Linked DNA regions of Mus musculus: region 1 is linked to region 2. Evidence: chromatin contacts called from public HiChIP or PLAC-seq data. All regions are on one chromosome and are shown on one strand. The core of a region is the stretch at or near the end of the contact, and the rest is flanking DNA. Distances in the headings are between cores, read along the strand shown. Region 1 overlaps Wnk1 (WNK lysine deficient protein kinase 1). Region 2 overlaps Erc1 (ELKS/RAB6-interacting/CAST family member 1).

Region 1 (6,259 bases), core at 1,499-3,998, 220 kb before region 2:
TACATTTGTAGTCTCAGTAGATAGCTAATTAGTAATACTAATTTCAAATGAAGTTATACTAATTCTGTGTAGAAGTGGCTGTCAGGATTTCTAAAGTTCTCTAATAAATGACAAATTTAATTTTTATCACTTCATATGGGGATCTAGACTTTGGAGGATGAATGCGTGGGGTGTACAAATTAAACTTCCTATTGTTAGGTTATTTTTAGAGTCACAGTATGTGTAGCTATCTACCAAATTGTTTTCAATAATAAATAGGTAATATTTTGATACCACAGTCTTTACAGTCTTTTTTTTTTTTTTTTTTCCAGACAGGGTTTCTCTGTGTAGCTCTGGCTGTCCTGGAACTCACTTTGTAGACCAGGCTAGCCTCGAACTCAGAAATCTGCCTGCCTCTGCCTCCCAAGTGCTGGGATTAAAGGAGTGTGCCACTACCGCCCGGCTCGATACCAGTCTTAAGTAATAACAGAAGTCTTAAAACTCTTAATTCTTTTATCAGGATCTATTAGGCAAAAAAGCACTTTAATTCAGTCAGCTGTGCTGGTGGAAACATGTTTCTAGGGAGTTTTGTAGAGTTTACACTTTGGAGGCTGGGACAGTTTGTGGGAGCGTGCTTATTAGGAAAGCATGTAGTTTGCTTTACAAAAACAAACGTAGACCTGGTAATTTACTTATTTCTGACATTTTTCTCATAAGTTGTCTCTAAATAGTGAATTTCCTTGAAGCTCTATATACTGATGATGTGTTTTTTCAGCTTTACCTAAAAAGAGAAGTAAAAGTTGTAATTTTTGTTTACACTCCAGTCCATTTAATGCCTATATCTTAAAGTTATGGTTTGAGTTCCTAACTACATGACTTTTTGGGTGGTTTTTGTTTTTTTTTGTTTTTTTTTAAAGATTTATGTATGATAGTTGTGAGCCATCATGTGGTTGCTGGGAATGAAGGCTCGCTCTGGCCTAAATATATTTATTGTTTATGTACTATAATATATCTATAATAATAATTATTTTTGTTTTTTTTTTTTTTTTTGAGACAGGGTTTCTCTGTGTAGCCTTGGCTGTCCTGGAACTCACTCTGTAGACCAGGCTGGCCTCGAACTCAGAAGTCCGCCTGCCTCTGCCTCCCAAGTGCTGAGATTAAAAGGCAATGGGCCACCACTGCCTGGCAATTTATTCTTTTTGCTAGCTTTAACTCATTGAACTGAATCATTTGATTGTTTTGGTTTTTAATTTTGAGATAAGGGCTTACTTTGTGCCTGAGGCTGACCTAGAACTCACTGTATAGCTTAGGCTGCTCAAACTCAGAAACAATTAGAAACAATATGATTTTTGCTAGGTAAGATTGGATTTAAGATGTATGTTAACTTGGCATGGTGGTGCAAACCTGTAATCCTAGCTGCAATCATTTAGCAGAGCCTGGATTTGAATGCAAGCAATATATTTTTTAGGAGGCTGAAATAGTAAGGTCTAATACAAGTTTAGGATTAGCCTGGCTACAGAATTACAGATACACTGTTCTAAACAAAACAATCCCTAAAATACATACTTAATGTTGTAGGAAATAACTGTTCTAGAGAATTGTAATTAGTTGACTTCTTAAAATGGTTCTTTTTCACAGTCTCAAGAATTTAAATTTGTCATTTTTCTGTATTTTCCTTTTATTCTGACCCAGATTAACATAGTTATTCCTAGTCTATGAACTTGGAAAGAGATTATATTATATAAAAGACAAGTGAGGCTATAATGTTAACCTGGTGACTGATTTCATTTGTTCACATTAAAAATTCAAGTGCGGGCAGGTGAGATGGCTCAGCGGTTAAGAGCGCAGACTGCTCTTCCAAAGGTCCTGAGTTCAAATCCCAGCAACCACATGGTGGCTCACAACCATCTGTAACAAAATCTGATGCTCTCTTCTGGAGTGTCTGAAGACAGCTACAGTGTACTTACATATAGTAAGTAAATAAATATTTAAAAAATTAAAAAAATAAAAAATAAATAAAAAAAGAGCTTAAAAAAATTCAAGTGCAAGATCCTGGTCATGTGAAATTTACCCTAATTCATACTTTGGTACTTCCACAACTGGGCTTCTGTATTCAGAATTTAAATCGTGTTATTTGAGATTTCTGGTAGCTTTAATTTTTTTCTTTTAGATCAGTGGTTCTCAATATCATATTTATATTATAATTCATAACAGTAGCAAAATTACAATTATGAAGTAGCAATGAAAATAATTTTATGGTTGGTTATCATAAGGAACTACATTAAAGGCTTGTGTTGGAAAGATTGAGAACCAATGTTTTAGATAATACTGATGGCAGAAGAAATGAAATAATTTCTGAAAATACTTGAAATAATAATCACTACTGCTTAGTAGATTTTTGGTATGTCAGTTTTTTTGTTTTTGTTTTTTTGAGACAGCATCTCTGTGATAACCCTAGTTGTCCTGGAACTCCCTTTATAGAACAGGCTGGGCTGGAACTCACAGGGATCTACCAGTCTCTGTGTTGGGGTTAAAGGTGTATGCCACCATATTCAGCTTTATTATTTTTTATATTAATATATTTTCAGTAACTTGAATTTTAATTGCTATTTTTAAAAGATTTATTTATTTATGTATATGAGTACACACTGTAGCTGTACAGATAGTTGTGAACCTTCATCTGGTTGTTGGGAATTGAATTTAGTACCTCTGCTCCCTCCGGTCGGCTGGGTGGTTTGTCAGCTACCATGTGGTTGCTAGGATTTGACCTCAGGACCTTTGAAAGCGCAGTCAGTCCTCTTACCCGCTGAGTCACCTCACCAGCCTCCTTAATTGCTATTTTTTAAACATGGGAAATATCTGGTCTTATAGAAATAGATGAGGTACTAGATGGTGGCAGCACACACCTTTAATCCCAGCAGAGGCAGGCATATCTCTCTGAGTTTGAGTCTGGTCTGCAGAGTGAGTTCCAGGACAGCTTTGGTTCCCAGAAAAACCCTGTCTTGAAAAACCAAAATACACAAAAAAAGGAAGAAGGAAAGGAAGAGGTGAAGCTTAGTATGATCTTAGTTTTGGTTTGAAGAGGCCAAATTGTCAAGTGAACAAAATTAAAACTAGGTTGCCAGCAGGACAGTGGTTTCAAACGCCTTTAATTCTAGATATAGAGGAAGGTAGACAGACCTCTGAGTTCAAGGCCTGCCTGGTCAAAACCCTGTCTCAAAAACAAAAACAAAGCCTAGGTTGCCAGTATTCATTTCTCTGCTACGTGATTCTCCTTGCCTTGGCCAAATTCTATGTTAATTATTGTATTTGTACAGCCAGTATAAAGAAAACCTGCTTTAGCCAGGTGTGGTAGCTAATACCTGTAATTTCCAGCACTTGGGAGGCTGAGGCAGGAAGATTGCTGTGAGTTAAGAGTCCAGCCTGCGCCTTTAATCCCAGCACTTGGGAGGCAGAGGCAGGCAGATTTCTGAGTTCGAGGCCAGCCTGGTCTACAGAGTGAGTTCCAGGACAACCAGGGCTATGTAGAGAAACCCTGTCTCGAAAAAACGAAAAAAACAAACAAAAAACAACAACAAAAAAAAGAGTCTAGCCTGGGCTAGAGTGAGACTCTGCCTCAAACAAAGTAGCTCAAACTTGGTCCATAAATATTAGGTATGATTATACAGTGTCTTTTTTTTTAAAAAAGATTTATTTTATTTATATGTATATGAATATACTGTTGCTATCTTCAGACACATCAGAAGAGGGCATCAGATCCCATTACAGATGGTTGTGAGCCACCATGTGGTTGCTGGGAATTGAACTCAGGACCTCTGGAAGAGCAGTCGGTGCTCTTAACCTCTGAGCCATCTCTCCAGCCCCATACAGTGTCATTTTTATTTTGTCCTTTTGAGGTTATTTATGAACATTCCACACAAAGACATATATATATATATATATATAAGTATATATATATACATATATATATACTTAAAATAATAAAAATAAATAATTGACAGTTTGTAAGATGGCTCAGCAAGTAACGCTGCTTGCCACCAAGTCTGTTGACCTGAGTTTGATTCCAGGGACTCAGATAGTGGAAGGAGAAAATGGAATCCTGAAAGTTGTCCCTTGACTTTCACAAATGTATAGGAGCATATGTGCTTCAGTGCATCTGTGTCCTTCAGAGGGCAGCTTTTAGGATAGTTCTTTTCTTTCATTAAGGGTTCCAGAGGTGGAACTTTGGGTTGTCAGGTACTTTTACCACTGAGCCATCTGACCAGCTCATTTAAAATAGCAAGATTTTAAGTAAATTCTGTTATACAGAAAGTTTTGAATTATTGTTTTAGTATTTTGTTTTTTATTTTTAAACAAAAGTTTAAATACTCTACACACATGTAGTACTTTAGGCTTTATATTTAAGAGTGCTTGCAAGGTGAATTCTTTATAATTACTGAGGAAAGGTAATTAAAAATTACTGACAGTTACTTGCTTGCCTAACACCACTGTATAAATTATTTGTAACTTCACAGCTGCACTACAGGGCAGATAGTATAGTTTTTTGACTTTTATATTTGAGGAAACAAATTCAGGTTTAACCGCTTGTTTAAGACCACTGACATGCTCAGGGTTTGCTGGCACTGCCTATAATCCCAGCACTAGGGAGGCAGAGACAGGTAGATCTCTGAATTCCAGGCTAGCCGGGGTACATAATGAGATCTTATATCTTAGTTCTTGTTCTTTCTACTAGAAAGTACTTTGTGGAAGAAATCAGTTTGAATCTACTGGAATTCTAAATCTTATTCCATTTAGCAATTATTTTTAAGGTCACACATGTTATACTTCTTCCTGAAACAAATCTCCATTTAAATAGCCTTTTAGGCAATGTTTACATTTAGATGATAGAAGGTTTATTTTACTAATTTAATGTGCTTATAAATTTTTAGATATTATAGATATTGGTTATTGTTGAAAATACTCTGTCAGGCTTAAGTGTTTAAAGAGAAATATTTCTGACAGTCATTGTGAGATTATTTTGTGGAAACAGGATATTCCTTTACTTTCAGTAACTTCATGTAACTAAAGTTTTGCCTTCAAAGTAGAAAGATTTTGTCATTAAATATTTGTTTTGCTTTTAAAACAGTAGCTCTTTATGTAGCCCAAGCTGACCTTGAACTCATAATTTCTTGCTTTGCCCTCCTTGGTGCTAGAATTATGAGTGCTTAATGCCTGGCTTCAGTATCTTCAATATCCTTACCAACACTTCTGATATTCTCTGTACTAGGCAGTGGAATTGTTAATTTTGTTAGAACTAGTTTTAGTGTTTTAAAGGAAAATAGGTATGAGTAAATTTCATGACTTAGCATTTGGGTTTGCATTACTTGAGTCTTTCTTTTTTTTTTTTCTTTTTGGTTTTTCGAGACAGGGTTTCCTCTGTGTAGCCCTGGCTGGCCTGGAACTGTAGACCAGGCTGGTCTCGAACTCAGAAATCCTCCTGCCTCTGCCTCCCGAGTGCTGGGATTAAAGGCCTGCGCCACCACGCCCAGCTACTTGAGTCTCTCTTGCTTCTAGGCATTAGAGAGCATTCAGGTCAGGTGCAGCACTGCAATCTCCAATGAAATAGAAACAAAACTGTTTTTGCCTGTCTAGCTAGCTAAGTCATCCCAGTCTGATTGGGCACTATCATGGGGTTACTGGGAGGTCTCACCATTGGAGTAATGGATATTTTTGGTATGTGGCCTCTCATTCGAAGCCTCATTCCAGGTTCAAGTTCTATGGACGTCATCCCAGGAAAAGGAGGGCTCTTGGGAGGGTTCCTTATGGTAGGGTATTGGCTGGGAACAGGTAGGATCAGGACCCCTGCAAGATGAGAAGAAGAGAATGAAGCTGGATGTATTTTTTTCTTGTTTAAAGCAACTGTTACTTTGTCAGTCAGGCTGTGAGCCTACTCTTCTTATATCCATTTGTTTTTTGTTTTTTGTTTGTTTGGTTAGTTTTTTGATTGGATATTTTCTTTATTTACATTTCAAATGTTTTTCCCTTTCCAGGTCTCCCTTTCTGGGAACCCCCTATACCATCCCTCTCCCCTTGCCTCTGAGGGTGCTCCTCACCCCCCACTCTCACTCCCATCCTCCCACAATGGCATTTTCCTACACTGGGGCATCGTACACCCTCAGGCCCAAGAGCCTAACTGGTATCCAACAAAGCCATCTTCTCCCACATATGTGGCCGGGACCATGAGTTGCTCTTGGTTGTACTCTTTGGTTGGTGGTGCAGTCCCTGGGACCTTGGAGGAGTC
Region 2 (6,490 bases), core at 2,428-4,927:
GCCTCAGTAATAGTGTCAGGCCTTGGAACCTCCCCTTGAGTTAGATCCCACTTTGGGCCTGTTGCTTGGACCTTCTTTTCCTCAGGCTCCTCTCTCCATTTCCATCCCTGTAATTCTTTCAGACAGGAACAGTTATGGGTCAGAGTTGTGACTGTGGGATGCCCGTCCCCCTCATTTGATGCCCTGTCTTCCTGCTGGAGGTGGGCTCTATAAGTTCCCTCTCCCTACTGTTGGGCATTTCATCTAAGGTCCCTCCCTTTGAGTCCTGAGAGTCTCTCACTTCCCAGGTCTCTGGTGCATTCTGGAGGGTTCCCCCAACCTCCTATCCCCTCAGGTTGCCTGTTTTCATCCTTTCTGCTGGCCCTCAGGGCTTCAGTCCTTTTCCCTTACCCAATACCAGATCAGGTCTTCCCCTCTTACCCCCCACCTCCACTTTCTCTCCCAGGCCCCTCCCTCCCTCCCCACTTGTGATTGCTTTCTTCTCATTCATCACTTAATGATATGCAAACATTTGTTTTGTTTTTATTTAACTCTGTGGGTTTTCCCCAGAGTTTTGTTGATTGAGTTGTACTTGGTGATGTTCTACTTACTGCACTTTTGAACAATAAATATATAATTTCTGAATCATGAAAGACCAGTTTTTATATCATTAGGATAATAAATAATCGATTTGGAAAACGGCTGTAAAAGTAACTTTTATTTTCCCTTACTAATTGCTGTCTCTGAGGCTTATTGCTTCAGTCTGTTAATCTAGGCCTAGTCCTGGAAGCTTCTAACCTCCATACAATTTTATCTAGGCCTAGACTGTTTTCAGCCTCTGAGACTTACTGCTGAATAAGCTCACCCCTTCTTAGTTCTTTCTGAACTCTCGCTGGCTGGTTCAACTCAGCTGTTCTGGCTCACATTCCTCTCCAAGTTGACTGATTCAATGTGGCTTCTCCCTCCCCCTCCCTTCTCCTGAATTGCTCTGCTTGGCCTCAAACTAATTCTGGCAGTCTGTTCTAATCTTCTGGCTCCCTTTCATTTTCTTGCTCATTCTCACTTCAACCTGTCTCTGTAAAACTGTCCCAGTAAAACTGCCTCCTTCCTCCTTTCTCTGCACTGCTATTAAGAAGCATCTCTTTCCTCTGTCTCTCTCTGTGAGAGATGGGCGTATCCTATTCTGTCAAAGCATCATTTTCAAACATGGCTGCTTCCTTCTACAAACTAACTTAACTTCATTGTTTGGGATTGAAGGTGTGTGCTAAGGCGTGTTTGTATTCCAGCCGGAGGGATTAAGGGTGTGTGCTGTGGTCTGAGCCACACTCCAACTAGAAACAGGTTTTTTATTCTTCTTCTTTAAACGTAAATAACATAATCTCGGGTTCATAGTGTGATAAGATAGCCTGCAACAGAAGGTAACTTCTACTCCTCCTCATAAGTTGACATCTTTGTTTTATGATTATGATTATGTTTATACTTTTCAAGTCATTACCTTAAACTAAATGTATTGAAGTATATTCAGTATATTCAGAAGTAACCAGAAAATAAATTTTTTAACTTGACTCTGTTTAATTAAAAATTCTTATTTTCATAGAATAGGTGTGCTTTGTATGCTAAGTCTAAAGGAGACGAATTAGGTTACTAGGAACTGGATATTTAGATGGAGCTATTCAAACAAATCTCTATTTTCCTTTTTTCTTTTCTCATCTTTAATTATTTACTGGTTTATTGACTGATTTAATTTGTGGTGTGTACGTCTGTGTGTGTGTCTGTGTGTGCCATGGCCCTTGTTTGGAAGTCAGAAGACAGCTTAGGAGCCAATTCTCTTTTATCCTGGGCTCTTGGGCTCATGAACTGAGCTTGGCACCAAACATTCCCGTTCACCGGGCCATCTTAGGAGTCTACCTTTTTAACTTTGAGAAAATAAGGCTTTTAGGGGAGGGGGCTTTTAGGGAACAGATTTCAAAAACTGCTTGAATGAAAGAATGTTTGCAAATAAATTAGAATCATAGTGATTCTTATTTTATAAAAAATGTTTTTAAAAACCATTTTTATTTTGTTTTTTAGCATCTCAGCCCAGGATGAGCCAGGATGGTCTTTGAACTTGAAATCTTCCTGCCTTAATATTTATAGAGTACTGGGATTGCACATGTATGCTATTGTTCTTGGCTTTGATAATGTGTTTAAAGGCAACTCTCATGCATTCTAGATACCTTATACATTGCTGACTTAAATAAATAGAAGTCTACGGGGACTGGAGAGATGATTTCTATCTTAGGGGTTTACTGCTGTGAACAGACAGCATGACCAAGACAACTCTTATAAGAACAACATTTAATTGGGATTGGCTTACAGGTTCAGAGGTTCAGTCCGTTATCATCAAGGCAGAGGCATAGCAGTGTCTAGGAAGGCATGGTGCAGGAGGAGCTAGCTGACAGTTCTACATCTTCATCTTCATCTGAAGGCTGTTAGGAGAAGATGCTTAGGAGGAGGATCTCAAAGTCTATCCTCTAAGTGATATACTTCTCTAACAAGACCACACCTCTTAATAGTGCTGTTTCCTGGGCTAAGCATATTCAAATCAACACAATGTTTTAGTGGCTAAAAGCACTTGCTACTTTTCCAAAGGAAGAGTTCTCAGTTCTCAGCACCCATGGAGTGCCTCACTATTCCTAACTCCAGTACTAGGGTTTCTAACACTCTCTTCTGACCACCATGGGCACCATGCACACATGGTGAGCATATTCATACATGGAGGCAAAATGCTAAGACACATAAAAAAGAATAAAAAAGAAATAGAAATAGAAAAAAAATAGAAGTCTAATAGCCTTTTCTATATTAAAGTGTACTGTACTTTGAGATTTAAAAGTGATAGGAGTTAGGGCAGGGGTAGGGTACTTGGAAAGAAGACTGCTGCAGGTGTAAGGCTAATCTGGGCTTCATAGTGAGAGCTCAGCCAGTTAGGGATAAATAACAGGACCATGTCTCAAAGAGCAAAAACCAAAGAGCCGTAGCAATTAACGTTCATTTTAGCGTTTGGTTTTACCTTTTTAAAGTTGAAAACCTAAAGAAGGACTTAGGGGCTATTGAGAGAGTGGTGAACAGTGTTGGAGTTTTTGATTTGTGGCTTCAGTTTTTACCTTCTTCTTCGAGAAGTTGATTTATTGAACAATTTTGAAAAATTTAGAACTTCCTTACAGGCTTGAACCACAATGTATATAGAAAACTGATGAGAAGATGAGAAGTTGAATTTGTTAGTATTGGCAGATTTCTAATTTTTTTATAATTTTATTATTAATTAATTAACTAATTAAGGTTTTTTTAGGCCTCACACTTTACATTTCAGGTTCATTGAGTCATCGGGCTCAACTGAGTGTTTTCTCTCTCCCTCCTCCATCCTTTCTCTCCCTCACCTACTCTTTGCTTCTAGGAATTGCTCTTTTCAATAGTTAGGGTTATATTGTTGTTGTTTTTCCTCTTGTTCATTCCATTCATAATTTAACATGAATAAATTTGAAAACTACTGGCCATTACAACACACAAGCACAATTAAAACCTAAAACTTGATTGCTTAGATTGAGGTAGCATGCTACAGTTCTTGTGACAGATGGCTTCCTCATGCTCCTTCCTCCTCTGCTGTGATTTTTTTTTTTTCCCAGAGAAAAAAATCCCATGAGTTCCCATTTTGGCTCTAGTTGTGCTCTGCCCACTCATTGGCTTCAGAGGAACTCTAATTTGGATGTACTGGCTACTGGCACTATAGTAGGAAGTGGTTACAAAGTGTGGCTCCTTATGCCAAGTGTTCTTTTATCAGAGAAATTGTAGTTTCATAAAGTTAAACATCTTAATCATACCGACTAAAGCTAAATTTTACTCTTCCAAGACTATTTACTTTTAATTATTTGTATATATGTCTGTGTGTAGGTATATGCACATGAGTGCAGGTGTCTGTGGTGGCCATAGGTGTCAGATCCCCCTGGAGCTGGAAGTATTGGTGGTTGGGAGTCACCTACCTTGGGTGTTGGGAACTGACCCAGTTTGGTTCTGGGCAGGAGCAGTACATGCTCTAAGTGCAGCACTGTGTCTCCAGCTCCAGAATGTGTTTTAAGGACTGTTTATTACACTTGTAGTGTGTGTGTTTTTGCATGTGCACATGCCAGAGTGTGGGTGTGGACAGTAAAGGACAGCTCCCTCCACGGTGAGGGCCTGGGATTGAACTCAAGTTGCCAGCTTGGGAACAGGTGTCTGCCCACTGAGCCTTCTTGCAGGACATTTAGCATATAGTTTTCAGTTGATGTTCTAAACTAAGTATTTTTAGTGGCATATGTATTACAAAACAGGTTTTTAAAATCTGAATTTCACATAATCAGGAATTTATAGTGTGTTGTACTGCAATGTTTGTTCCGGGCACTGAATGAATATACATAATTGTACTGAGATTTTTTTTTTTTGGGTGTGTGTGGAGATAATCTTGTTGTGCGCTTTAGGGTGGCCGCCTTCTACAGTCTTCTTGCCTAAACTTTCTGAATTCTGGGATACAGGTGTATACTACTATGCCCAGCCATGACAGAAATTTAATATCACAGAGACTTAATTATAGTCATTGAACCTGTCATGTCTAGTATTGAATTTTATATTTGATCAGTTACAACACGAATGCATGAGGATTTGCCAGACTTTAAAGTTGGACCAGTGAGTGATTGCTGCTGTTGCTGCTGCCACCACTGCCTCTTCTCATTTTTCTTGTTTACAATTTACATTATTTATTTATTTTAAAATTATTTTATTTATTTACATTCCAGCTATTGAGACAGGATATCTCTATATATCCCTAGTTGTCTTGGAGTTCTACCAGCATCTGCCTCCTGAGTGTTGGGAATAAAGGCTTGTGTCACCATACCTGCCCTCTCATTCTTTTTCTTCTGTCTTTTCTATTGTTATGAAGAAAGATCATGACCAAGAGAACTTATAAAATAAAGCATTTAATTTGGAGCTTACTGGGCAGGCTTAGAATCTATGACCATCTTTTCAGGAAACATGGCATCAGGCAAGCAGGCATGATGCTAGAGCAGTAGCTGAGAACTTACATCTTGATCTGAAAGTTGGAGGCAGAGAAATGGGGGTGTGAAATAGGAAGATGTTCACTATGCATTACAGGGAACATATAACGTGTGTGTGTGTGTGTGTGTGTGTGTGTGTGTGTGTGTGTGTGTGTTTATCCTGGAAGTAGTATAGCTTAATTATAGCACTGTTTTAAAGCACAGACTGTGGATTCAGTAAGCTTAGAGATACTGATCCAAGGAATGTAGAGAGATCTCTGATCTGTACGATGAAGATAATGCTCGATCATGAGAAGGATGTAGGGGTTAAATAAATTAAGTCTCAGGGAGAATTTAGAACTGGGGATTTTGTTTAGTAAGTACCAGTTCTTTGTTATTGTCGTTTCACTTTGGTCTCTCTTGTAAAGTTAATATTGACTCAGAAACTCAGAAAGATCTATTTGAGTGTGTTTCCTCAGTGTAGGATTATTGATTAACATTATTTTGTTAATACTTTTTCTTCATGTAATGAATGTAAATTTGTCACATAATAAAAAACATAGTGAAGACTAAGATTAAATCTGTACATTTGTATGTCATTACAAGATAAAATACAGAATTAGTCACTTGGAATTCAATAAATATTTGAATGCTATTGAGTGAACTATAATACTTGTTTAGAATTGTAAATGTGATAGGTGGGAGGAACCTTATAGAATCTCTTTTTCATATTCCTTCATAGTACCCCTTACAAATCATGTAGTATAAGTATTAAATTTACATTGATTAGCTGTTTGTTCTGTTTAAAAGTAATTGTTTTTTGTAGAAACTTTTCATCATTAAGAAATGTTTGAAGTAGCTTGCTTTTGTGTAATACTTGATACATGTATAGCTTAGGATCTGAATTCAGTCTGGAACTAGGTAGAACAAATCTATTTCTCTTTCCAGAATAATAGGATAGGGTTTATGAAATAGAAATTTAGTGGTCCAAAAAATTGCTGGTAGGGCTGGACCACTTGACTTCAGGCTTGCTTCTGTAATACTAATAAGAAACTTGCACTACTGTGAGCCCAGAGCAGTTGAAATCTCCTGCAGCCCCACCCCTCTGCAGCATCTGTTCTGGCTAAAGAAGACAGAGCCTCTTTCTTCATGTCACCCAGGTCCACACTTGTCTTCTATGCTTTTGTTTAACTGGTAGTCTGGATCCTCCTGTGCTGTAGCTACAAGGCTATGTAGGAATTTGTGAGTTTCCACTCTTACCTTGGGGAAGCAGGACTCAGAGCGGATGTGTAAATTAGGATCTGATTTACGTGTTTGAATATTTTGCATGTGCTTATGAACATATACTATGTGTATGCCTAGTGCCTGCAGAAATCAGCAAAAGGTGTCAGATCTCCTGGAACTGTAGCTAGGGATGGTTGTGAGCCACCATGTGGTACTGGAAACTGGACCTATGTCCTCTGCAAGAG

The links. HiChIP or PLAC-seq counts read pairs in DNA pulled down with a chosen protein or histone mark.
Region 1: an H3K4me3 HiChIP or PLAC-seq map of bone marrow-derived macrophages shows a contact between it and region 2, with 4 times the contacts expected there. The contact joins two enhancer-like sites. A contact is called at or near these places in 3 of 39 promoter capture datasets (embryonic stem cells, hippocampal neurons and pre-B cells), 5 of 484 Hi-C or Micro-C datasets (the Ba/F3 cell line, the G1E-ER4 cell line, the N1E-115 cell line and 2 more), 7 of 115 datasets of contacts at active chromatin or transcription factors (the 230-238 cell line, the SCID.adh cell line, bone marrow-derived macrophages and 3 more) and 1 of 9 other capture datasets (adipose tissue).

What each region holds. Positions count from the first base shown.
Region 1 is chr6:120,026,045-120,032,303 of GRCm38.p6, reverse strand. All of the region lies in intron 1 of Wnk1 (WNK lysine deficient protein kinase 1), which reads left to right. Among named protein-coding and RNA genes, the nearest start is that of Mir706, 5.1 kb to the left of the region's middle. Within about 2 kb of position 2,748, at least 9 of the 459 cell types and tissues checked have an H3K27ac peak or open chromatin away from gene starts, as enhancers often do. A contact at or near this core is called in bone marrow-derived macrophages, where this site is marked.
Region 2 is chr6:119,806,493-119,812,982 of GRCm38.p6, reverse strand. The region is part of intron 3 of Erc1 (ELKS/RAB6-interacting/CAST family member 1); the gene reads left to right. Among named protein-coding and RNA genes, the nearest start is that of Erc1, 38 kb to the left of the region's middle. Within about 2 kb of position 3,677, at least 13 of the 459 cell types and tissues checked have an H3K27ac peak or open chromatin away from gene starts, as enhancers often do. A contact at or near this core is called in bone marrow-derived macrophages, where this site is marked.